Linked DNA regions of Mus musculus: region 2 is linked to region 1. The links are chromatin contacts, called in public HiChIP or PLAC-seq maps. All regions are on one chromosome and are shown on one strand. The core of a region is the stretch at or near the end of the contact, and the rest is flanking DNA. Distances in the headings are between cores, read along the strand shown. Region 1 overlaps Nomo1 (nodal modulator 1). Region 2 overlaps Sergef (secretion regulating guanine nucleotide exchange factor).

Region 1 (6,764 bases), core at 2,383-4,882:
GAAAGTTAAGGACTGTGGGTGTGGCTTGGTGTAGAGTCTGCTTAGCATGTGTAAGGTCCTGGGTTCTGGGTTCAATCCCTTGGACCAATAAACAAACATTACTCTGTGTTTGTGTGTGTTCGGGTACGCGTGTGGGGAACGTGTATACATGTATGTGTTTGTTTATGTGTTTATCTGTGTGTGCGTCTGTATGTACATATCTGTGGGTGTGGATGTGCACATGTATGTGTGTCTGAGTGGTGTCCTCAGCATCCATGACAGATGGGCAGGGATCTGGCTGGAGACAATGCCAACTCAACCAGATGAAGGGGGTGAGTTCCTCAGGGTTCATCTGTGTGAGACAGCCATGCTGCCCAAAGAAAACTGTGCTGTCAGATACACCTCACCAGCATGGAACATCCCTCAGCAAGGCCTGTCTCCCAAGGACCTTCTCCAACCTATACAGGAGCCATCGCAACTCAAGACCTCAAGAAAAGAGCTAAAGAAAATGAAGCAATTTTAAGTCACTAACGCGCTTGAATTACAGTGAACAAACCCTAGAAGATTTTTCCCTTAGCCAAAAAAAAAAAAAAAAAAAAAAGAAAAGAAACAATTAAGACTTAAGACAAAGACCCAGCTGTCAGGAAGCCCCTCCTCACGCAGTTGCTGTGTCACCAGAGTGTAAGAGAGGGAGGCCACCGGTGTACACACTTAGAGCAGCCCCCACTCCCCGGCCACAGCGGGCACCCATCTCACTTGATAGTCACTGTGACGTCCATCATTTTGTCAGTAATGATTGTTCCAAGAACATGGTGACGAATGGCTGTCAGCGTCAGGATACTGGGTGAAGACCTAGAAATCAAACAGACACTCTGCTAGCAGCAACCCCGAAGGGGTACTCCAAGGGGTCGCGGTACAGCCTTGGACCACACACACACACACACACACACAGAGAGAGAGAGAGAGAGAGAGAGAGAGAGAGAGAGAGAAAACAACCCATAGGCTGGAGTGGGTAAACTCAGGAAACCTCACAAGTACAATGTCCTAACTAGTTCTTTGTCACTTGACACAAGCGGGAATGGTTGAGGAAGTGCTCCCACTGGGCCGGCTGTGGGCAAGCCTGTGGTTCATTTTCTTGACTGATGGTTGACCTGGGAGGGCCCAGCTCACTGAGGACAGAGCCACACCCAGGCAGGTGGTCTGGAGTGAGTAAGGGAGCAGGCTGAGCAAGCCAAAGGAAGCAAGCCAGTCAACAGCACTCCTCCACGGCCTCTGCCTCCGCTCCTCCAGGTTCCTCCTTCAGTACCTGCCCTGACTTCCTTCCCTTCATGATGGACTGGGATTAGAACATACAAGCCATATAAGCCAACGGTTCCTTCCGAAGTTGGTCTGGTCATGGTGTTTACCACCACAATAGAAACCTAAAGAACACATCCACCAAAGATGCCAAACCTCCGGGCCCTCACTGATGGGAAGGAACTCAGGCTCAGGCCACCATGTTTATATTTTTAGAAGTGTGTGTGTGATCTACTGAGAATAAGGGTGTGATATTTTAAGAACAGAATTAGTTCAAAGACCATTTTTTAACAGCATGGCCCTCCCATCTGAATTTCCAGAACTCTATTATCGTTATTGTTGTGATTTTCACAGGGAGGGTGGAGCCCGTTGAATGGAACACACATGGGGTCAGAGGACAGCCTGTGAGTCCATTTTCTCCTTTCACCTTGACACAGTTTCCCGGTTTCGAACTCTGGTCTCCAAGCTGGCTCAGCAAACACCTTTACTCAGGGAGCCCTCTTGCCGGCCCGCCTCCATTAGGATATCAGAAAACCTATACCGAGATTTCACTCAAATGCCTAATCTTACCTCTTTCAAAGGAAAACAAACAAACGACACCCAACAGAAATACACCCGTGTGCCCGGGAACAGATGAAGAGACAAAAGAGTAAAGCACACACCCCCAAGGCACTCTGTCCCCAAGCTTACGTGTCATAGGTGTAAAAGGCTTGCTCAAACCGGTGGCAGGAGCGGGGAGTCACTTTGTACACACCTACAGAGAAAACCAAGTGTAACTGTCTGAGCCTAGAAGGCTCTGCCAGCACGCGTGCTCGCTAGGGAGGCAGCACGCCTCAGACTGAAAGCTTAAGCTTATCACAGACCTGAGGTAACGGGACTGCGAACACCGGGCGGGCTCTCCTGTGCCACGGGCCCCCTCCTTCTCACCCACTCAGGAGTGCTGACATTGTCGGGAACTCAATGACTCCCTGAGGCTGCACCTGCTCAGACGCAGGTAATGTGCAAAACGGCTACACACAGAGAATGTGCTACGTACACACAGTGGAATATAACTCAGCAGTGAAAAAGAACAAAGCACTGTTATACTACAATGTAGCTCAACTCCAAAACTATGCTACCTCTAAGAAGTCAAGGCTGAGATCAGGCGGAGGCATAAAACGTAACTAAGCTGTAGCCAGGGCTGGGTCTGTGGCCATGACTGAACAACCTGGTCAGCTTGCTGGCAAGCATGTATCACACATCTTAAGGGGATGTATGCTGTTTTTTTTGTTTTTTTGTTGTTTTTTTTTTGTGGTACTGGGGTAAGCTGAGGCTCTGAGAGCACACTGGGTTAGTGCTCCACCACTGAGCCCCGAAGCAGGTGAGCTTCACGCCCTGTAAACTCTATCTTGATCGAGCTGGAGCGGCCGTGGAGGATGGGAGGCAAGGCAGGACATCACATCACTGCAAAGATAGACTGCTGGCAGCAATGTCACTAACATCTCTGAGGGTTTTGGACCCGGGGTCTCCGACCTTCAGGCCCAGGCCGGCGCCACACTCCCACCTCCCAGGCTCACCAGGCTTGGACAGGCAGAAGCGGTTCACTCCCCTGGAGAGATTGTAAATCCCCACATTTTCAGGGCCATTTCCGTCCTGATGAAATTCCTGTAGGGCCAAAGGCAACATGGTGACTCATGGGGAAAGACACTACGGTGATTGAGAATATTTCAGTGGGGCTGGGAAGATGGCTCAGCAGTTAAAAGCATTGGCTGCTCTTCCCGAAGTCCTAAGTTCAATTCCCACATGGTAGCTCACAACCATCTATAAAGAGAACTGATGCTCTCAAATACAGGTGAACATACGGACACAGCAACTCCTACATTAAAAAAAAAAAAAAAAGATTTCCATTTCTGAACTAGCCATCATGTTGGCCCATTATTCATGTAAACAACTGGGTGCCACAAGAAAACTGCAAACCTTCAAAAACTTATGACTGAAATGTGCTATTTGCACTCAGTCAGCTCCTGTGTACAGAGTGGCTGCTCTGGGTCAGACTCAGGTCAGGACCCTTGAGGAGGGCAGAGTGACCTTTTAATTTGGGAAATCAGTGGTTTCAGACAGAATGTAAAGCAGAGAGGCCAAGGCAGTGAGCAGAGGGGCCACCCGCCACAGAGAAGTGTTCCGGAGCTCTGGGGCCCTAACCTTGGGCCCCCGTCTTGGGAGGAAACAGTAGCTGGGCCTCAATGGTGAAGAAGGCTCAGCTCCTCGGGCACAGGGATGCACATGTGAAAGGCCAGCGCAGCAGAGACAAGCAGCTCAGCTAGGACTGAGAAACAAGTGCCACTGGGGCCCTGGGGACCAGTGCACAGGGAGGAAAGGCAGCCTTCCTTACACAGTTCAGACATAGTCTAGAGAGAGCAGAAATCTACAGGGCTTAGGGGGAGGGGTGTCTGTTAGCTGACTCTTGACTGTACAGCAACCCATCCCTGGAATAAAAAGGGTACTTCGGGGTTTGTAGCAGCTGAGGCAGCAGCCTGGCCTTGGAGACACCGGCTCGGGTCCTACCAGTGTCACAAGCAGCCATGCTGTTGCCATCCGCCCAGCTCTCTGGTGGGATCCAACAATGACATTTGCTCCTACCCCTAAGGAACGACAGAGATCATCCCTGAAGCCCCCGTGCCTGCGGCCAAGCAGACAGGCACTGGCCTGCACTCCACTGAGGGAAGCGGGCGACAGAAAGTGCGAGGCCAGCCTGGGCAATGCAGCACAACTCAGCCTCAAAACCAGAAAGAGAAAAGGTGGGAGGGGGCTGGGCAGTTAAGAGCACTGGCTGCTCTTCCCGAGAACCTGGTTCTGATTCCTCCGTGGAGACTCACAGCCATTAGTAACTCCAGCCCTAGAGGATCCATGCCCACATCTGGCTTCCACAAACACAGCACACAGGTAATACAGACACACATAGGCACAACACCCACATACACAAAAGAAAAAAAAACAATAATCTAGGCCAGCTGCGGTTCCGCCCTCTTTAATCCCAGCACTAGGGAGGGCAAGGCATTTGGATCTGCTAAGTTTTGAGCCAGCCTGGTCTACATGGTGAGTTCCAGGACAATCAGGGCTACATAATAGAGAAAGCTGATCTCAAAAACAAACAAACAAAACAAAAACCAAAAAACAACAACAACAAAATAATAATAACTTTAAAAATGGTTTAAGGACCAGACATACAACTCAGCAGTAACCGTTGGCCCAGCATGTCTGAAACCCTGGGTTTGGTCCACAGAACTGCAAAACGAAAATAAAAGGAAAACAAGAGAAGAAGCGAGTGAGTGCGCTCTGCCCACAGGAAGCAGCCTAGAGAACTCAGCTGCACTAGTCAACAGTGTACTGGGCACACCACAGAAATGCTACACACAGCACAGCTTGCTGACCTCCCACAGCCTGAGGAGCGGGCACTGTGATCCCAACGCGGCAGGAAGAGACAAGACCACGCAGCCGCACCGCACCACACCGAGCTGCCCAGCTGCCCACGGGCTGAGGAGGACCTGTAACACTGCAGGCTGAGGATGCCTTCCCTGGCAGGTGGGAACCCAGGGTAGAAAAGGGAACTTGGCTTAACTGTCATTACACTCTTGCTGTGCCAGGCTCCAGCAATTGCTATAAGCCATTTACTTCTCTCTCTCTCTCTCTCTCTCCCTCTCTCTCTCTCTCTCTCTCTCATTCTCTCTCTCTCTCTCTGTGTGTGTGTGTGTGTGTGTGTGTGTGTGTGTGTGTGTAGACCAGAGGGTAACTTGCAGGATTTGAGGCTGAGCCGTCTTGCCCGCCCCGCTGGGCACTCTCTCTGAGGCTGAGCCGTCTTGCCCGCCCCGCTGGGCACTCTCTCTGAGGCTGAGCCGTCTTGCCTGCCCCGCTGGGCCCTCTCTCTGAGGCTGAGCTGTCTTGCCCGCCCCGCTGGGCACTCTCTCTGAGGTCCCTCAGAAGCAGCACATACCAGAGTGATGGCGTGTGAGAGTGCGCAGCGCAGCATGTAACCGGTCTGCCTGAACTCCACCGCAGACACGTCGTCCTCCAGCACTTCCACTTCCAGACTCTTGTTCCTCCAGCACCAGTCCTCATGCATGATGCTTACTGCAAAGCCAACACATGGGGCTGGGGCCTCACGGTGCCGGGCAACTAGGGGCCTGCAGCACTGAGCAACTGGGGACCTGCTAGCTAGCTGCAGAGGAGTACACATGTACTAAACACAGAATTGTGCACTTTAATCCTAGTACTCTGAAGGCTGAAGTACAAGGATTAAGAGTTCAAAGCCAGCCTGTCACCGCAGGTATCTGTAGAGAGACCGGAGGACCTCACTTGACCGCCATCGCAAACCCTACAAGTTTCTGAGTGCTTAGCCCGAGCGTCAAGCCCTGGAGGCCCCGCTTCCTCAGCTCAGTACCCTGTCTAAAAAGAAAATACACTTTACATAAAAATACCTAAGCAGGAAGCAATGTTCAGGGCAGGTCGCTGCCAAAGAAAAACTGACATCAGTGGCCACTGTCACCACAAATAAGGAAATCCATCTAGGCAGAAGATGCCAGGTTACAAGATATTCATGGGCCGCTACACTTTTTGTAAATTGTCTGACTTTTGTTGTTGTTTTGGCAAATTTCAAACTCCTTGACTCAAAAGACTCTCCCTCCTCCGCCCGCCCGGCACCCGGATTCTAGTCAGCTTTGCGGGTCTGGGCTTCTGGACTCTGCCAGGGAACTGTGAGCAGCAACAGTCATACGAGCTCATGGGCACGTCAGGACTCTGTGAAACTAAAGAAACAGGCAGCCAGCTCTTTCTGAGACAGAGAAACACAAGCCCCCAAGAGAAAAGTCTACCTCACTAGGTAGAAGTCTAGTCCCTGCCACCAGCTGCAAGCTGCTCTTCAAAACAGAGGCAAGAGCTGGCTTACCGAGGGCAGGAAGGGCACCAGCGTGGGGCCCTGCCCTGCCGACCAGGCCCTGTGCTCTGCCTCTTAGTCTCTCCTTGAGAAAGGCCACTGTACCGTTTCAAGGGTAAGGTATCGGTCAGGGGAGGAGAAAGAATGACTGGGCAAGGTCACTCTAGCTAGGCCTAAGTGGCAGACATGAGAACAGAACTATCGTGCTCCTTCTGGCATTTAGAAATAAAACAGTTTTTGCCAGGCACCGTCCCAGAGCACATGCAGGGCAGAACCTCTGTGACAAAGGAGCTAACTTGGCAGGTAAGGTCCTGGGACAGAGTTCCCTAGGAGAGGCCTACAGTAAGCCCACAGAGGAGCAGGCTTGGGAGAGCGAGCTCCTGAGAGTATCAGGCCCCATCTTACTTTTGTATCTCCCAGGCAGAACTTTGTCAAAGGTGAAAGTCATGGAGTTGACTTTGCCTGAGAGCTGGAGGCTGCGTTTCTCACCCTGGCGGCTCAGGGACTGCAGGGTCACCAACAGGTCACCGCAGGTATCTGTAGAGGAGAGACCGGAGGACCTCACTTGACTGCCATCGCA
Region 2 (6,868 bases), core at 522-3,021, 550 kb before region 1:
TGTGGTTGGATGAACAAATTAAATATTTAGGAGATGAATAAAGAGTGTGGTGGGAGGCCAGAGGAGTGGCCAGGACACCAGGGGCTTTGGGGTTTCTGAGAGGCGCTGTGGCGTGAGTCGAGAGGGAAGGGCAAGCGCTTGTGGTTGGGCTTTGGGAAGGTCACACTTCAATAGGTGGAGTGTGTGCAAGTTGGTTCTCTTGTCTTCTCCTTTCCTCTGGTAAGACTCCCAGGCCCCCGGCTCCTCTTTTTACCTTGTGCTGAGTAGGAGGTCTCAGACATCATGGTCTTTTGGAAACAAAATGACTATGCTTTATTGCCCGTTGAGGGAGTCAGCATGTCACAGCACTAGGAAAGGCCCAGGTTTCTCCTGTTACCACGTGGGACCTGGGAATTGACCTCAGGTGTCAGACTTGGTTGGAGGCCGGTGCCCCTTACGTCGAGCTATCTCGCTGGCCCTGTGGTTATTCTTATGGCCACCCCAGTTTCATTCTGTGACAATAAAACTGGCTTAAGAAGTAATCAGGATCGATATATGTGTTCAGACAGTGATTGTCATGCCATGCACAGCTGCCTGATTTCTAATGACAGAAACCAATGAAACAAAGGGGGGTGGGTTGAAAGAACTCAGGCACAGTCACATGCTGGAGCGTCACACTGCCATTCAGAGGCGCGCTCAGGAGACTTAATGCTACAGGGATAGCCTCGCACGGTACTTTCTAATTCTCAGCTAATGTTATAAAAAGATTAGGAAGAAATATACCAGAATATTACCTCTGATAGGTCTGATTAAAGTGCATTTTATTTTCTATGCTAGCAAGGCAAGACTCTTAAAAACTCTCTGGCTCCCCCTTCATTCGTGTGGCCAGTCAGAGGTTGTAGATATTATTCTTTTTAAATTTTACTTTATTTATTATGTGTGCTGAGGGGCAGGGGGAATGCACACGTGGATGGACAGATCTTCCGGTCTGATGGTAGCCTTCGTAAGGCTATTTCAAAAGGAAAGTGAAAATGGCTTACTCTTTCAGGCCAGGACATGATCCCCTTTTAGTGAGTGAGCGCAGCGTGGATGCCCTTGACGAGTCTCCTCCCTGGACCTCAGTTGAGAGGTCACATGGAGAAGAGGCAAGAGGCTGTAGCAGGAGGCGGGAAAAGTGGGCTCTATTTTTGGCTCAGTCATGAGTCAGCTTGATCAGCTTGGGCTCCTTTGGGCATCCGTGAGCCTTTGTTTCCTCATCTGCAGAGGGGACTTGAAAGTCATGAAAGGTCTTGATGCTCCAGAGTGCATCTGTTCCCAAGGACAGAGGGTTCCTTCACTCTTGTGGGGACAGCTGAGGGGCTGAGCCGGTCGACTCTGTCTTCCTTGGAGTTAGGTACTTTTGGCTAAAGGCCAGTGCAGGGTGGGATTGAGTGGGAGCATGGCTAGCTAGCCAAGCTGGGAGGGGGAAATTGACTTCATCTGGCCACTAGAGGGCAGCATTGTTTGATTACATTCCCTTGAGGAGCCTTGGCTTGCGTGCAGGATTCAGAGTCTAGCATTTTAAAGGAAAAAGGACTTTGGAACACACCCTACAAAACATCAATAAATACATAGCAGATGTGAGATGACAGAGGGAAGGATGGCAGAGTGGTCTGCGTAAAGCCACACGTTGCTTTTTTTTTTTTTTGGCCCTGCATTACGTAGCACAGAAGATGGCTGCAGACAGAGCCAAGGGTATGATATGTGGGCCCTATAAAGAGCAGGCATGTGGTTGAGCGCAGGAAGTCAGGCTCCTGCCTGTAGTGTGTGGTGGAGCGCAGGAAGTACGCATGCATGCATGGCTGCCCCTGTCTTCACCCATCTGATGACTGCGTAGATTAAAACCTAGCTTGTGCTGGCTCCTGGGGCTGTCTCCTGCAGATGTTCTTGCTACCTGCCCTCCAAGGTCCGAGGATGGCAAAGCTTTCCAGCAAGCCTTCCAGCTGGTGCCCAAGCTGTTTGAGTTCGTAACTATTTTCCTGGCTTTGCAAGAAGTGTTTGCAACATTGTGTTCCCACCTTCTGGAGGCTTCCTTTCCTCAGCCCTGGGCTAACTTTAGTTTTGATCTGCAAGTGCCCACTTACCTTAAACATTGTGGTAAAGTAAAATTGTGTACTGTCCTGGGAGCCTGGCAGCTAGGCAACCTTGGGCAGGCCACTTCCTCCCAGTGAGCTCAGTCTCCTACTGCAGCTGCGTCATCTTCGCTAGAGGCGAAAACCTGGCATTGTTTTCTTTTTGTTGTTGTTGTGTTTGGCAATGGATACCCATTGATCTGTGGCCTGGAACAGTGCAGGGTGTGTCCGGCGGTGAAGGAAGAGCCACCTTTAGAGTAGGTACATTCACCCATGGGGCATGCCCAGTGCTTGCCTAAAGCCAAGGGCAGCAGGGTCTGCCCACCACCAGATGGCAGCAATGGGCAGGCAGACAGCCTTGGGGACAAGGTGTGTGTGTGTGTGTGTGTGTGTGTGTGTGTACAGCATTTAGAGTAAGAATTAGCAAGGTCAGAGCTGAAGGGATCTCAAATCCTCGCTGGGCTTTGCTCATGAGATGAGCTGAGGTTGGCTCTTTAGCTGGCTGTCCTATGGGAGAGCCGGAGATTGGGGTCTGAGCTAGAAACAGTGGGGAACAGCAGAGATGCACATTTCTTTGGCTGTCTTGATTCCCACCCACCTACACACAGCATGGGCAAAGGGCTCTGTTTTGACCAGGACCTCCCCTCATTAGTTCTCCTTGAGGTCAAGGCTTCCAAAGCCTTGCTGGAGACAGGCTGAAGAGAGTAACATCCAAGGTTGGAGTAGGGGACCGGTGTTTGCCAGGCACCCGTCATATATCAGCACTCTGCCCAGTTCTGGTTTGTCACATACAGATTCCTCGTAGTGTCCTGAGCTAGGATCCCTTGCCCCTGCACTCCACATGCAGTCCAGGGCTTAGCAGGGTTGAGCGGCCTTTTCAAAATAGCATAGATACTTAAGAAACAACGTGGACCTGTGAGCCCCCCCCCCACCCCGGTCTGGTCTCACCTCTCACCACATTATTTCCCCTCCCTGTGACCTCACTGGGTGTGTAGCAAGTGGCTGTCTTACTTTAGATGGACCGGGTAGCTTAGAAATAACAGAACCTTATTTCCCACAGTCCAGAGTCTAGGAAGTGTTACCAAAGTGCTGGCAGTTCCTCTCTGAGTCTACTCTCCTGGCTCATAGGCAGCCATGGCCTCTGACGTGGCAGAGGGGCGAGCACACCGCTAGTGTTCATGAAGACCCCCACCCTCTGACCTTGTCACCTCCACAGGCCCCTCTTCCTCGCACCATCACGTCAGGCCAGGGTTCCAGCCTATTTTAGGAGGATGCTGACGCTCAACCTCTCACGGTTTCCTAGATCTTAGTGCTGGGAGGAACGGAGCCGAAGATAGTGGAAAGAGGATTGTTGTGGCAAGGCCGTCGGCCCCGCTCAGACTCCTCGATGGCCTGGGAAGGGCTCAGAGGTCACTGGCAGAGGCTGGGGAGCCATTCGAGGAAGTCTCCTCTTTCCTGGGGAGGATTGATTTGTTCCAGAAGTGCTCTCAAAGCGGTCAGGCTGTAATTTTGTCGTCATTTTTAGGTTCTTGACACATGACACCATGCTTTGCCCTTTCTCAGAGACCTTGCAGTGTCTCTCTGGAGCTCTCTGATCAGTGACAGCCAGTTCCCTGAAGTGATCTCAGTGCGTGCCAAGAGGACAGTGGCCCATTTTGAGGAATCTTGGAGGAATCTGCTCCTTTTCAATCTGAAAATGATTTTACCTTAGGCAGCTCTGAAGGGTGAGCTCCGAGTTCCAGTTTGTAGTTGCTGGCACCCAGGGTAAGTCCTTTAGCCTCTCTGGGCCTGCATTTTTCTGCCTGTAAAATGAGAGCCATGATCATAACTTCTCTGCCCCACAGGGTTGGGCTGTTCACTTATTCATAGTTTCTGTCTGCATCCCTTCACACACACACACACACACACACACACACACCCCTCTGCCTTGGCTGAGGTTGGGCAGGGTGTTCCCTGCAGGAGGAGGACTGAGAGGCAGTCTCTACAGTGAGAGTACACTGTGGTGTCCACTGCTTGGTGTAGGCCAGGCAAGGTGGGAAGTCATGGGACATGTGCAGGTGTGGTGGAGTGGGTCCACATGTGCTGCCAAAGCAATGCCAGGGGTTTCCATGAGGGACTGAGTGTATGATAACTAGGAGTTGTACAAGGAAGGGCCCTGCCTCTCTGGCTCTTACAGGCTCTTCTGCCCAGGCTTTAGCCATTGGCTCAGAGTGAGGTGCACTGGACTCTAAGGGAGCCCTTTCCTCTAAGGGTTGGGTCACTCTTAGTATCCATGACATAAGGCTTGAGTCTTCTGGCTCCCTGGTCTGTCTTCTGGTCATTTAGCAAGCCATCACGTTTCCTTTCATCTTGTACATTTTATTACTATGTGGATGTGGATGTCTGTAGGGGGCGAGGGTATATATGTGTGAGCGTGTGTGTGCCATAGCACACACGTGACACATGCAGAAGTCAAAAGACAACTTTCAGCAGTCCTATCTCTTCTACAGTATGACTCCCTGGGATTGAACTCTTGTCACCAGGCTTGGCAGCAGGTGCTTTTAACCACTGAACCATCTCGCTGGGGCCTTGGAAGTACCTTAGAGACTTCAATGATAGGGCTTTTCTCCGTAGTCCTCTGAAGAGGTGGGGGTGTTTGAGGGAGGGATCCTCATTTATCAAGGTAAGTCATTCTGCTAGGATTTACATACATCATCTCTTTGATGCCTATGGAAATGTTGTCAGGTAAGGGCCATTCACATCTGACCTGTGAGGAAGGGAGGGTCAGAGAAAGCAGCCCCTGTCCTAATTACTAGCCCTCATTTTGCTCAGGGTCAACTATGAGGGTCACTGTCGTCTTTACAGCTGTGAGGGTCTGACGCAGGGCTAGATATACAAGGGCCTACATAGTTGTTGGGGCCATGTGAACAGGCAGGAAGCGTTTAGGCGTCTAGTCCCCAGCCATATTCTTACCTTGAGTTTCGCGTGCGCCTCCCTGCCTGGTTGACGGAAGGCTCCCTCCCACCTTTTGTTTCTTCTCTGCACACTCTCCCTTTCTGGTTGCTGCTGTCAAGGGTTCAGTTCTGTTTTGTTGTTTGTTTGTTTATTTATTTATTTGCCATTTTGGTGAAAATGCAGAGTCTTGATGCTATCTCATCTTGGACTGGACCACCAACCAGAGTACACATGGAGAGGCTCCGGCTCCATGGCTCCGGCTGCATATGTGGCAGAGGATGGCACTGTTGGGCATCAGTGGGGAATGCCAGGGTGAGAAGGAGGGGGAACACCCTCATGGAGGCAGGGGGGGGAGGGACAGGGGGTTTCTAGAGGGAAGACCTGGAGAGGGGATAATATTTGAGATGATAATAAAGAAAATATCTAATAAAAGAAAAAAAAAACCCCAAACCCCAGGGGCATAGATAGGGAAGGAATGGCTTGTCCCCACGTTCTCACAGCCAAGGGACAGCAGAAGCAGGATCAGACCCCAGCGGGCCCTGGCCCAGCACCTCTCTACTGCCCACATTGCCACTTTACAGAGAGGCTTGGAATGCTTTGTCTCCCTTCTGGAGGAAGAACCTAGTTTAATAAACTTCATTATCCCGGCCCCTTATGTAACAATGCTGTTTCCGGGTCCTGGCAGATGGCCCATAGTAACAGGGCCTTGCTGATTTGGTTGGAGCTGAGCCTGTGACAGGAAGACTCCTGAACAGCAGGTGCCTCTCTCAGTCCCCGTCCACAGGCAGGGAGATGTCCGCTCTAAAGGGGCCGCCACAGGTCTGCGGCTAATGGCTTCTGCTGGGACCAAAGGTGACCACCAGGTGAAGCAGTCTTAACTGGTGCTCAGATTTTACACAAGCCACACCAGTGGTTTGGAGGTTCTTGGCAGGTGGGATGATGGTAAAGGGGGTTCGTTCTGGGCCTGAGGGACAAGCAGGAACAGAGAGCAGAGCGGCGGTTGGATTAGCATGTTGAGATGAGGTCATGCCGCCCCACCATGAGCCCTGTCTTTGAAATGATGGGACTCCAAGGCTACTAGAGATCCTTAAACACAGTGGGTTCTCAGGGGCCCCCTCCGGTGGTGCTTTTTGCTGCCCCTGCTGTGGCAAGTCCCCACTGACCACTGACAGTGCAGCGGCTGACTCTCCCTCTTTCTGGGTCCTCAAGTGTGGAAATGGGAGAAGGTTGCACCGTCAGTGAGCTTGCTCTGTTAGGAATGTACTGCATCTTTTACCTCCATCTCTCTTAGAGAACCCAGGACAGTTTCTCAGGGCAGGGGTTAGAGTCACGTAAAGAAGCACAATATGAAGTCATGTCCACAGGGGTCTCACTGTTGCTTGTACATTGGCATCCCAAGGTGGGCTCTTGCCCTTCTCTGCTCTTGCCTTGGTGAGTTTTACCGACTCAAAGAATGGACAGAACCATTGTCTTCCCCACAGGAAGATCCTAACTAGGTCTCTCATTCACAGAAAGCCAGCTGCTTTGGGGTAGCTGAGGGTGTAGATACCATCTCTAGGGGAGTGTCTTGAGTTCTCAGATGTGAGATGCTGACCTCACACACTGGGTATGCTGTACAATGCTCACTGCCTCTAGCCCGCTTTGTCCTTTGTCCTCAGGCTGGTCTGTATGGGGAGATGTGTGTCCGCCACCAGCTGCTGAAACTTTTGCTGGCAGACCACCAGCTCCTTTCTGCATGCCCAGGCATGCCTGGGGGCTGCTCCCAGGCTGCTGTCTCCCTCCCGGCTCCAGCCTTCAGCTGTGGCACCGTGTGTCCCTGTCATTAGCAGAGACAATGGCCTCCC

What was found. HiChIP or PLAC-seq counts read pairs in DNA pulled down with a chosen protein or histone mark.
Region 2: a contact with region 1 is called in an H3K27ac HiChIP or PLAC-seq map of trophoblast stem cells, with 6 times the contacts expected there. The contact joins two enhancer-like sites. A contact is called at or near these places in 1 of 15 datasets of contacts at CTCF or cohesin (large pre-B cells), 1 of 484 Hi-C or Micro-C datasets (cortical neurons), 6 of 115 datasets of contacts at active chromatin or transcription factors (embryonic stem cells, epiblast stem cells, kidney and 2 more) and 1 of 9 other capture datasets (embryonic stem cells).

What each region holds. Positions count from the first base shown.
Region 1 is chr7:46,057,034-46,063,797 of GRCm38.p6, reverse strand. It overlaps Nomo1 (nodal modulator 1), which reads right to left. Exons shown (of 31, transcript NM_153057.4): 14 at 6,590-6,721; 15 at 5,246-5,382; 16 at 2,832-2,919; 17 at 1,966-2,029; 18 at 736-831. Among named protein-coding and RNA genes, the nearest start is that of Gm39010, 19 kb to the right of the region's middle. Within about 2 kb of position 3,632, at least 81 of the 459 cell types and tissues checked have an H3K27ac peak or open chromatin away from gene starts, as enhancers often do. A contact at or near this core is called in trophoblast stem cells, where this site is marked.
Region 2 is chr7:46,602,119-46,608,986 of GRCm38.p6, reverse strand. All of the region lies in intron 8 of Sergef (secretion regulating guanine nucleotide exchange factor), which reads left to right. Among named protein-coding and RNA genes, the nearest start is that of Sergef, 34 kb to the left of the region's middle. Within about 2 kb of position 1,771, at least 138 of the 459 cell types and tissues checked have an H3K27ac peak or open chromatin away from gene starts, as enhancers often do. A contact at or near this core is called in trophoblast stem cells, where this site is marked.